Linked DNA regions of Gossypium hirsutum: region 2 is linked to region 1. Evidence: chromatin contacts called from public Hi-C data. All regions are on one chromosome and are shown on one strand. Each heading gives the region's core, a stretch centred on a gene start, on an enhancer-like site or on the middle of the called end of the contact. The rest is flanking DNA. Distances are from core to core; before and after follow the strand shown. Region 1 has its middle 28 kb from the start of LOC107955147. Region 2 holds the start of LOC121216660 (small nucleolar RNA R71).

The links. Hi-C and Micro-C count contacts between places; a contact is called where the count stands out from the background.
Region 2: a contact with region 1 is called in a Hi-C map of leaf, with 4 times the contacts expected there. The contact joins two enhancer-like sites. A contact is called at or near these places in 12 of 34 Hi-C or Micro-C datasets (anther, callus, hypocotyl and 2 more).

What each region holds. Positions count from the first base shown.
Region 1 is chrD04:12,412,010-12,418,481 of Gossypium_hirsutum_v2.1, forward strand. No RefSeq gene overlaps it. Among protein-coding and RNA genes, the nearest start is that of LOC107955147, 28 kb to the left of the region's middle. Within about 2 kb of position 2,447, at least 2 of the 9 cell types and tissues checked have an H3K27ac peak or open chromatin away from gene starts, as enhancers often do. A contact at or near this core is called in leaf, where this site is marked.
Region 2 is chrD04:12,589,234-12,595,705 of Gossypium_hirsutum_v2.1, forward strand. LOC121216660 (small nucleolar RNA R71) reads left to right here and starts at 5,836; the gene lies at 5,836-5,941. Within about 2 kb of position 2,513, at least 3 of the 9 cell types and tissues checked have an H3K27ac peak or open chromatin away from gene starts, as enhancers often do. A contact at or near this core is called in leaf, where this site is marked.

The DNA of each region.
Region 1 (6,472 bases), core at 1,197-3,696:
TACGTACTATTCCTTCAAAGTTCATCATATGTACTATTCCTTCAGATTTGCCATACGTACTATTTGTTCAAAGTTTTTCATACTTACCATTTTTTAGAGTTAGCCTTACATATCATTCTTTCAGGGTTTGTCATACTTGTCATTTCTCTCTTTCAAGGTCTGTGACAAAAGCGTTTCCTTTAGATGATTTCCATAAGGGCCTTCCTTTAAAAGGCGCCATGAAGGCGTTCCTTTCCATAGATCGTTACAAAGGTTTCCATTTCATAGATTGCTACAAACGCTTCCATTTTATGTTGTGTTCACGATAGGGATTCGCTTAGACTCACATTATGTGAGGTTTGCCCCTAATTGTCTTGGATCACGTAGAGAACTCCATTAGGTGATAACCTTCATTTAGTTCTTTCCATATGATGCCATAACCTACCAGTTATGGTCTTATACAATATGGTCTTTCCATATGACGCCATAGCCCACCAGCTATGGTCTTACACAGTATTGTTCCATGGACTTTTCCTTTCAAAGAATCGTGTTTAAAGTCTCAACAGACTCTTTTAGATGACTCCGTTGAGACAGACAAAAACTCACTTAACAATTATTTCATGCTTTGATTCCATACATAAGTTAACATACATTTCATTTCATATCATCTCATGCATTCCAAAAGTACTCATATAGTTTCATTTCATCATTAGAACAACTGTCTCATGCTTAACCTATCAGTTTCTTCATGAACTATACATGCACGACTCATTTAGCGTTCACAATCTGGCCATTTTCTATAGAAACATCACAATTAATACCTTACATGTGAAAGTTAACTTAGGGATTCACCTGTCAAGAATGTATAGTAGGTTGAGCTCTAGATCCAAGATCCTTTTAGGAGTTACAGTAACCACTGCCTCTTAAAACAAAAGAACACCATAAAAATTCATTCGGATAACTTTTCCATCATCTTAAATACAAATAACCTATAAACAAAGCCTTACTTTTTTAGGCATTCATGTAGATCTACTTTTCAGAGTCATAAAACTCACCTCGACATGGACAAATTTATAGAAGAATCTAGAGGTTAGGATCTAGCTTAAAGAAAAATGCTTCTCCTTTCCTCCAGCCATAGGTTTTAATATTTCTAAAAGAGAAGAGAACTCCCTTTATTTCAACTTGAAGACCTATTAAAATAGTCCAAAGTCTTTATTGGAACTTGATAAATGTCACATCACCACTGACTTATCTTATCAAGGGTCTACAAATTCTGAGGAAACTAATTCTGTACTTTCCCTTTCTCTTTTAAATATCATGGTTCTCGTTCGGTTAGTTCCTAACCAACTTACGTTATAACTTAAATTGTACAGTATCATGGGGAAAATGGTATACTACTTCTAACGTGGGCTTATACCTTCAGTATCTATTTACCTGACCACATTATTCTTCTATCAATTCACAATTATCTAGCGTGGAACTCTTAACATCTTGAACATACAATTGTGTCTGCCCCCATAATGCTTCAAAAAGAGCACTTGGGCAGTTACAAATTCGCCAATTGTACTTTTCAAAGGCTACGCAGGACTTTGTGCCAGCAAGAACTGAGGCGTTATAGGCTTGCTCAAAGAATTCTTATACTTATTCAACTTCTTATACTTTACACACACTCAAAACTTACTATTTATGCCTTCCTTCCATAAACATCGTTTGAACACTAGGGTTTCATCGGGTAGGATGCTGCATAATAAGCTAGCGGACATATATAATTAGGGCTCAAATAATTTATAATTAAATTTTAATTTTTCACCTATTAATTATAAACTTACTTAGTAATAAATTCATTCCATTATAATATCGTGATTGAGCTCTCCCCAGTTACATACCATTACAAAAGCTACTCAATAAGTGCTCATCCAATGACCTTGTCATAAGTGTGTTACCCTCATAAGATATCATTAATCTCTTTGGGATAAATTCATTCTCCCAATATGATCCTATTTTATCTCATAGTAGCCATTTATAGTTTACCCAAAAGTAGTTGTAATCATTTAAATTTGTCACAAGTACTTACAATTGTAATTTTATAAATATTATCACAAAAAATAAATAATTGTACCAACTTAACAATAATTACAAATGCAATAGTCTTAATTAGTATAGAGTGATAATTAAAAATTTTGTTAAACACTCATTTGACACGAATTCAAACCATGTTATCCTTATCTCCATCCGTATAATATATAAAAGAAAACATGTTAGGCCTTTAAATTTAAATCTTGTAAATTATAAAGACTAAATTTATAACTTTACTGACTATTTCCTTTTCAACCACAACTGCGTTTTTCTTGTAGTTAAAACCCAGGTGATAGCATGGGCTAGCTAATAGCAACCAACCATTCTTGTGGGTAGTTAGGCCTGGACCAATCCATGGTTTAGAATGGCTTCAACCACTGCTAAATGGTTTCTGGAAACATTGAGTGGTAGCCTAGGAGGGTACATATGGTTTAATGGGCTCCTCAAGACAAGCCTTAGCTCATCCAGCTTGGTAGCTTTTTGGACTCACAAATCACAAGTCCCGCCTTTAACTTGGAATGCTACACCAACACAATAAATACAAATAAATTTAGAAAAAAAAAGAAAGATAATACAAATATGAAAGAAATTATATGAAAACCATAAATTTTATATAAAGAAAATATCTTTTTTGAAAATTTATATAAATATAACATTTTAAACATGATTATAATATACAAATTAATATGCACCATGTTCTATATTATTATAATTTGAGAGTACAAGTGAAAGGGGTCATAATTAAGGACGGAACCAAGATAAAATATCAAGGAGTGGCCAAGCATAGTAGTTTGTACTATTTTAATACTAAATAATTTAAGTTTTATTCTGATAAAAAATTTTGATTTGATTAATACAACTTGTATTGATGCGTATCAATTCGTACTATTTGATATAGGATTTTAATATTTTATTTTTAAATATTTTTAAATATTTTATAAGTTTGGATAAAAAAGAATTATAAATAACCCTAAAATATATGTAAAAATTAAATAATATCCCTATGAATTAATTGAACAGCACACAATCTTATGAGAATCACCAACCACACTACTGATTTTCACAATCACAAACAAAAGAAAGAAGAGTAATTTTAAAATATACAAAAAATTGTTGAGGTATACCTTTTTGTGAAGAAAAGTTCCAAATCTCTTGAACCAATCTTTAGAAATTGCTAAATATATTGCTTTAATATCATGAAAAATTAATTTCTTTTTAGAAACATATTTGAAATAATTTAAAAATAAGAAAAAAAAAACTCTAAACTTACAAACCCAAAAGAAAAAAAAACTCACAAACTTACGGTATGAAAATTTAACAACAAAATGGTGTGATGTGAATAGTGAATTAGTGGTTTGTTAAAAGATAGCTAAAAAATTATTGAACACAATTCAATCATCAGATTTCATGTTTCATTCATGTAGATCACATATGTTAAGTTTGGAGTAAATTAAATATTTAATTATTTGTTTTATGTAAAAATTTTGAAACTTTGAATATATATTAATATAAACATTATTTTAGATCGATATGATAAAGATATCAGATTGATTCAAATATTTACAAGTATGACAAATACAATTATATTGATAAATTCAATAATTGGATTGTTAAAATATTAGTTATAATAAAAGTTACAAAGTGCATCCCTCCCTTTTATATATATATATCCGTGAATAAGCACTTGCTCTTAACAATTAAGTAAAAGACACTTACCCCTATCAAGTTTAATGTAAAATTATCCCTATAGTTTCAAGAATATCTACTTATCTCTCTCAAGTTTGAAAAAAAATCCCACAAACCCCTTTAAAATCTATTTACTAAGCAAACCTTAAATAAAAAAAGACAATTATCTCTTTTTATTATTCATCAATTCATTTTCTATTTGATTTATTCATTTCTCTTTTAATTAAAAAATAACGAAATTTTAATTACATATGAAATCCTACAAAATGAAATATATTTGACTTCTTTCATTAAAAAATTATATTCAACTTCAACTAAAAGTAAATATTTTAAATTTATATTTAATTTAATTATATATTAATCTTGATACATTCATTAAATTATTTTATGTAAAATTAATTAGTTACCATTATTAAAAAAAATTTCATGGAAATTTTATTAAAATATAAAAGTAAAAAATTATCTCAAGATTAATATTATAATTAAATAATTAACATGTATTTGTATAGAAAAATCATTAAATAAGAAACAAACCGTAAAAGAGATGACAATAAAATAAAATAAAATTATAACTTTTATCTCAAGTGATAGTCTAGTTACCTATAAGTGTCTTATAGCATATTGGGCACATATTTATATCCCACCAAGAGTAAATGTTGAGATTTCTTTAGTGGGTGACCATGTATATCCGCGTGGTTCATTTTATTAAGCACCCAACAAAGCGTCCTCACACTATGAACCTTCTACCTCTTTAGGCACCTATGCTTTCATTAGAGTCAAAAGAAAAAAAAAACCCACCAAAGATATTATCAACAAGTTGAAGGGTTCATTGGCTCCCGATGGACAAAACTTTGCAGACTTCTGACAATGGAATCAACTTCCCTCAACAAGGCCTTAGCTTAATTGGATGGTTAAGGTCTTGGGAACTTTAAGATCCCAAGTTCAAGTCCCACTCTTTGTAAACCATGTGTGGGTTCTTAACCTATATTTATTATGGTTTATGTTTTACTATACGTGGATTTTGTATAGATTATGTTGGTAGTTTTGATATATTCTGATTATTAGTTTGATTGTGCTTTTTATTGATTAATATGATTATTTGAATGTATTCTTTGTAATTGTTATTGTGGCTATAAATATAACTTCAAAAAAAAAAAACTTGCATATATATTAATTGAACAATGCATTATTTTAACATTTGATTATATTAGAATATAGTACAAATAATAATTAAAATGATTTCATAATTAATTAAATATTTATTATTTTTAATTAAAAGTATTAAACATAAAAAATTCAAAATAACAAAAAATAGAATAATAAATAACTAATAAAGGGTAGAGTTATCCTTTAATTTAAAATTCATTTAATAAGAGGAGGCTAGTGGATTTTTCATCCAATCTTAGGAGATAGGTGAGTATTTTAAAAATCACAAGGTAAAATTTAATCATAGAGAGGTTTCGAATGCTTTTCTCTTAACAATTTGCTATTTTTTGTTTCATTCAAACTAGAAATTCTATCACATGTGTATACATGTGAAAACCACGTATTTAGAATATAAGTACAAGTTTAAAAATAATATAAAATAAACAATAAAATGTAAGGTTTGAAATTCATAAAAAAATACAATATGTATGAAATTGAAATAAAAATAGTTTAAAGTGTCAAAAAAGAAGAAGGAAATTTAAATAGGTAATACATCATATTAAGACTATTAATTAAACCCCAACTGTTTATCACAGTATTGTCATTTTTCTTGAGTTGGTATTAAGTTAATTTATATCATCAACTCAATTAACAACATTATCAATACTAGTAATTCTATCACAAGCGTAAATTGTGAAAATCAAGTATTTAGAACATGTGTGTGTTTTTAAAAATAATATCTAATAAAAAATAAAATGTATTGTTTGAAACTAATAATAATAACATATATTCAATAGGTATGAAAATAGAAAAAAATAAATTAGTTTAAATTGTGAGTAGAATTAAATTTAAACAAGTCAATACATGTGATTAAGAATACTAAATGCACTATAATTGCTTTTGAACTCGTGTTGTTGATTTTCTATAGCACTTAAATGTTATTCTTAAGTAACATTATTGAACATATTATCAAAATGTCAAAATGTTATAATGTTGGTGAAAGAAAAATTCAACATTAAAAATATAGTTATAAAAGATTTAGTTAACAATTGAATCATAGGTAGGGTAGTAACTTAAATTAAAAAAAAACTCTCATCAAACTTGAGTTGATATCGAGTTGAGTTAGGACACTAATTTAATCAACAATATTATTAATAAGAAATTTGTAAACTCACCATGTGAGTGAAAAGTAATAAAAATATTAAAATAATAAAATTTATTTAAAATAGGAAAGAAAAGGAATTATTTAGTGGTTAAAATAGTGATTAAAATATGGATTTTTTAATTAAGATATAATGTTTTAGTTTGTTATTCTTGCACGTCTCTATTCTGCTTCTCTAGCACATTTGTGGTTTTTGATTGGCGGTGTAGGGGTGGGTGTGAATTATTTTGGCTTTTTGATTTTTGGTCTTGGGTTTAGTAGGGGTTTGCTATGGAAGCGATCTGGCAGGGTTCACGCTAGATGATGGAGAGGATGAGGTTTTGTTGTTACCCAATGAATCTGAGCCTAAAAAGAAGGCCTATGATTTTTGCTTGGTTGGTTGTTTTTTCACAGCTAGTGTTGTTAATTTTTTTGGCAATGAGT
Region 2 (6,472 bases), core at 1,263-3,762, 180 kb after region 1:
CTAGACAACCTCAAACTCAACTTATTCGAGCCTCTAGAAAACAATTTTCCCCCTAAAGTACCCAATTCTTCCCTTTTCTTTCACTTTTGGAATTATTTGCTCACTAGTACCCTTTTCTTCACATAACTAGATTTTTTTTAACATATGATACTATATCGAGCATAAAAACACTCCAAACATTAAAGTAAGCACCCAATACCTCTTTCTAACTCCCCCAAACATAAAACCAAAAAAGTACTGAAACAAGTTGACTCTAAGGTTTGGTGAGAAGATAAAAGATAAGTAATTTTAAATAAGCTATAGTTCATTAATGCAAGGTTGTAAAAGAAATAGGTCAATCAATAAAACTGGGTTTCAAGGGATAATTTTAATAAGGTAGGCTTGAAAGACTCAAACGATTCAAACAAAAAAAATTCTAAATCATTTTTAAATTGTTATGCCTCTTACAATTCCACATTAAGGAAATTTCTAAGGCAATTCTAAAGACTTAATCCTTCATGCATGTTTAATTTTTCTAGGGAATTAAAACAAATTAATTGTTGACCTTATGCACAATTACTAGGATCTGCAATTTTATCATAATTTAGTTAACATAAAAATATTTAAAATAAAAGGATGACATGCATACTAGAGTTAACATATTATGCAAAAATTACATTTTGAGCAAAAAATCGCTTAAACACACCTTTACCGAAGAATCAATTTTCGAAAAGTATCAAAATATAAGTTCTCGAAAAAATATCGAAAAAATTAAACTATCAAAGAAATTATAGCATGGTCCCCCTACTAAAGAGAAGCAATGTCTTTAGTGCCTAAAAGTATATAGCAAAAGGGACAAAATCAAATAAATGAATGTGAGCTATGCACCAGGTAGGCTCCCAGTAAAGGGAGGTAAGTCTCATTCGACTGCTTAAATACCCAGTCTTTCCTTGCCAGAGCTTATCCTAGACATGCACATTTACATTACAATACTTCACATTTTTTAAAAGAATAATTTGCAAATTAACTCAATTTTATTCATAATTGCAACTTAAAAAAATTATTACACAGAAAAACTTAAAGAAATAGAACAAAAAGAACAAAAATCCCCCCAATTATTTGTTGACACTGTCAAACTCTGTCCCTTCATCCATGTTATCAACTAATATGAATTTGATTACGAGTTTAGAATTTGATCCATGATTTGATATGCCCATTCGTCTAAATAGATACTTTCTCAGAAAAAAGGGAAGTTAAGCTTAGAACTTGAAATGTATTTAGGTATTGGAATGGAAGAACGGAATGAATAAAAATTGATAAAACGAAACTTGATCCAGAAATGAACCAGCATTATGAAACAGTGTGACCTGATTTCTACAAAGCAAAGTTAAGTCTTAACAAGTTGGTTGTTTTAAGAAAGATCGTAGCCCATTATCTATATTGAGATAGGAACCAACGATATAGGATGATCGTCACACTTCAGAAAGAGTTGAGAAGGGAAGTGATAGGATCTATTAATGAACAGCGCATGAAGGTAAGTTCATGATAAGTTTGGTTTTATTCCTGAAAAGAAGAAAGTATAAAATCAGTTTAAGTTTCAAAGTTGATTGATTGGTTCATTCACTCTTACAAAGTGACCTAGGTCGAATATTTATAGGCCTTGAAAAATGCCTCTTCAAAACCGGCCATACGTGTATCCCTTAGGTACAAAGTATTTTCACATTACATGAACCCACATTTAATGTTTGGAAATTCATCATTCATTCCCCCTTGTGTCGTCCATGCATCTTTAGCCCTTAAGCAATGTTTGTTCATCTTTAAGCATTTAATTAGCAGGAATAATTCATGCACATGCATCCAAATTGAATGGTCCCTTCATGCACTCCTTAATGGCCGAATATCCATGCATGGAAATGGGAGATGGATTGACTCTTAAGCTACTGGTTCATGAACAATTCCTCTCATACATTCATCTCCACTTGACCATTAAAATGCCTTCATGAATCAGCCTTTAAGTGACCGAAAATTCCATACATCTTCATGTAGTTGAATGGCCCTTGGATCATCACTTGAATGGTTACATTTGTTCCCCAAACTGGCCACCCATCGGTGTTCCATTAGAGCACAATAAACAACATTTACGACACTTTAAATATGATAATAAAGTTGTAATAAATTTGGGCAAATTTAATAGCTAAATTAAAAAATATTTAAAATGCAATTAAAGTGAATAAATAAACTAACAACTAATTTAACTAAAAACCACCAAAATTAAAGTTTAGCAATCATGAGCTGAGGGAAATTAAATAAATGAAAAACTAGTTGTGGGAAAGCAACCAAACAATCTTCTTAGACTTAATTCATCACGTGCAACAAGTTGCACCAACCTGGATCCTTAACTGGAGCCAAATAGTTGCTGAACGGATTGGGTTCAGCCAATAGATGTTGAATTAGGCCTATGAATGACTCCTTCATTTTCTTGGCCTTAGCTCGCGTAATGGGACCCAAAGGAATTTTAAGGGCATCACGAACCATTCTTTCTTCTGACAATTCTTCTAGATTCGACCCAAATGTTGTGGGATTAGGCTTCTTGAGATTGGGCCTATAAGTTGTATACGAGATCACGTCATCAACATCCTACCTAGATGTAGCAAAATCCTCAGGTTCGATTCTGCGAGTCGGGTTCCAAGGTTAGAAGATGAAATATTTTCCTTTTGAGTCAGAAATTCTCTCTGACAGTAACGAGTACCTTGCCTCAAAAGCGACCATTTAGTTCCAAGAACTGTGACTACTTTCAAAACATCTTGAATTCTTTTCGCATTAACATCTTCACATAGGGTCAAGAAATCATCGTTCTCAATATCAGGCAAATCAAACAAGCCATTGATGACTAATGTTGTTAGAAACAATTCCCTTTCTCCCATCTGCAATATTGTTACTGTAGACAGATTAAAATGAGAATAAAATTCTTGAACAATACCTTAATCCGAAAGATTTCAGACATCAAAAACTACTTTCCATCCCCGTTCATTAACGACTTCCTGAATGAATACCGGCGCATCGGCATCGCTATTACTAGTAAGCTGGAAACCCTTATCCAGGAGCATCGATTTTTTCTTAAAGATCGTAATATATCGTGCTCTTGCAATCAGAGTTCAGAACAAGGGTTTTAATCAGTCTGAATATTCACTCTTTTCCATTTTCGAGACATAATACTCTTGTTTATGTGCAGGGAGATCTGGTCGCTTAGGGTGGTAGTCGTTTATTTCTGATACAAAGAGCTGCTACTACTGGCTATGCGACTAGGTGGTGGCAAGGGAGTGGAGCGGATGGATGCTGCAATTGGTTTTATGGTGCTTGTGGATGGTGGAAAAAGAGTTGTTGTTCGGTGATGGTGTCACAATATGGTGGTGTGCAACGGTGACGGGGTAAGGGAGAAAGGTGCGGCAATTTGGCTGTCATGGGTGGTGTAGCAGGCTGCTGATGAAGGTGACAATTGATCGTGGAGGGAAAGGCGAGGGCGTGGGATGGGGAAGGCTAGGCGGTGACGCTTGAAGGTGGAGAGAATGAGACAGGATCGACGGTAAGTTGGAATGGAAAAGTCAAGGCCGCGACGGTTGGGAAGAGAACCAAGGGAAACAAAAAAAGAAAAGAAACACAATAATAAAAAGTAAAATCATAATTTTACCTAATTCAAAAATTAAGCTAATAAGGGATTTCTTTATTATTATTCTTTATTTACATATTTATATATATTAGGTACATAATAACTAATTTTATTTATTTACGGACTACTCAATTTTTTTTTAAATTAGCAGCCTTCCAGCATAAAAATCATTACGGATCAATTAAAGTGAGTTAAATAATTTTTTCCGCTCAAATTCACCGGTTCGACAATGTTTCAACCATTGCCCACTTACCTTAATCTTACCTTCATAAGGAAAGGCTTGACTGACAGTGGAATTCTCAGGTCATCGAAGTTTAAGTTTTACCTAGATCAAATACCCAAGATCGGGTCAACCTTCACTAACCCTCGATAGTCAAAATTATTCTAGCAGTGGTAAATGATCCTAACTACCGGGACTTCAGTTTCCCTGGATCAAATACTCTATTTTGGAACCGTCTTTTCTGACCTTTATTAGACTCTTCATCAGCTTTTGAAAATCTTCCATGTGTATACCAATAACAACTGTTACCTTGAGAATCTGTAATATGACATTCGGTATCCTTTTTGTGCCTTTTCAATTTGATAGGTAACTCTACTTCCTGACCGTCTTGTACTCGCATTGTGAGTTCCCCTTTCTAAACATCTATCAATGTTTTTCTAGTTGCCAAAAATGGCCTTCCCAAAATGGTAGGGACTTTTTTATTTGCTTCAAAATCTAAAATAAGGAAGTCAGCGGGAAAAATAAATTTGTCAACATGTACCAGAACATCTTCAATCTTTCCCTCCAGATGTGTTATCGACTTGTCTGCCAATTGAAGTGTGATAGTTATCAGTCTAACCTCACCAATCCCTCATTACTTAAACACAGACATGGGTATCAAGTTTATACTTTCTCCCACATCGCATAAAGCCAATTCGCAGTACGAGTCTCTGATGTAGCATGGTATAGAAAAACTCCCCATATCCTTCATCTTTTACAACAGTTTCTCTTGTAGAAATGCGTTGAATTCTTTTGTCAAGGTGACTCTCAAATTCCCTCAGCCTCCTCTTTTTAGAGAGGATGTCCTTTATGAATTTGGCATAGTTTGACATTTGCTCCAAAGCTTCCATAAGAGCGATGTTGACATGTAACTGTTTGAGCACACCTAAGAATTTCTTAAACTGTGTCTCTTGTTGTTACTTCTGGAATCCCTGTGGATAAGGAGTTGGTAGAGTTTTAACCTTTATCAGATAGTTTTTTGGAGGTGTAGATGTTTTTGTGTTTGTTGCGGGGATTGAACCCTTAGGACTATTCTATTGTGCTTGTGTTTCGGTAGGGGTCACAAGATCAAGCTTTTGCACTATGGGAATTTCGACATCTAGTTGACTTTCCTCCCAATTTTTAGCTACAACAAGCTTGTTTTCAATTTCAATAGCCCTAGGTTCCAACACTTTTTCGTTCCTCAAGGTGACAAATTTACACAGTTCTTTTACAGTGTCACTTGGCAAAGCACCTTGGGGTCTACTTTTGAGCTTGTTGCTTAGTTGTTCCACATGGTTCTCCAAATTATTCAATGTTGTTGTTTGGCTTTGAATCATGGCATCACTTTTTGCCATGTATACCTTCAGCAAATCTTCAAGGCTGTTCGAAGGTTTAGTGGGTAGAGGTTCCTGAACTTGTTGCGAAAACCCTTCGGTTGGTTTAGTCGGGATTACATATAAAAGTTTCTAGGACCAGGCTTTTAATTACACCATGAGAAATTTGAATGATTTTACCATGAAAAATTGTAATAATTTGATTGTGGCCCTAGCCCATGGAGTAGATGGATTTTAGGTTTGATGGGTAGTTTTCAAACATGTGACCATCTCCATAATAAACATAGGAGATATTTTCAAACTAGCTTGGCAGTTGACCAGGCATGTAAGCATTAAAATCGTTAGGGGTAAAGTTCTTAAGCATAGAAGTCATAGAAGATACTTGGGCTGCCAAAGACGTAAGTGTATTAACTTCGTGAACTCCAACCACTCTTGTTTCTATGGCTACTTTACTAGTCGACCACTGATAATTGTTGCTAGAAATCCTTTCAAAGATCTCAGAAGCTTTATTATATGATTTCGAAAGAAGAGCTTCATTGGTTGAAGCGTCTACCACCAGTCTTGTATGTGCATTGAGACCATAGTAAAAGGTATCCAACTAAATACAATGAGGAATGCCATGATGAGGATATTTTTACAACAGCTCCTTAAACCACTCTCACGCGTCATAGAGAGATTCGTCTCAAATTGTTGAAATGTGGCGATTTCATTTCTGAGCTTGGCACTTTTACTTGGTGGAAAATACTTCATCAAGAATTTTTCAGCCAATTATTTCCATGTTGATACTGAATAAGGTGATAAGGAATTCAACGATGCTCGCGCTCGATCTCTCAACGAGTATGGGAATAACATGGGAATAACTTCAACCTCAAAGCGTCTTCGGTCACTCTAGCAAGCTTGAATCAATCGCTTACTTAATGGAGGTGTAGATGTGGACCTTTAGTAGGCTTTCCACTAAATTGGCCTACCGTTCGCAAAATTTAGAACATTATCGGCTTTAATTCAAATTGAGGAGCCTCAATTTTGGGTCTTACAATTCCCGAATTGAGTTCATTGAATAAAGTCACGGCATACTGACGAATAGGGCGGTCTCTATCATTAGCAACAAAGACCGATTTATGAGTGTTGTAAAAAGCTCATTGGTTTTGATTTTGTCGTAAAGGATACATTATCATCTGAAACTAGCAAAAATTACTAAAAATAAAAACAAAATGAATTTAAACCAAATTGCCAAATTACAATTTCACAAAT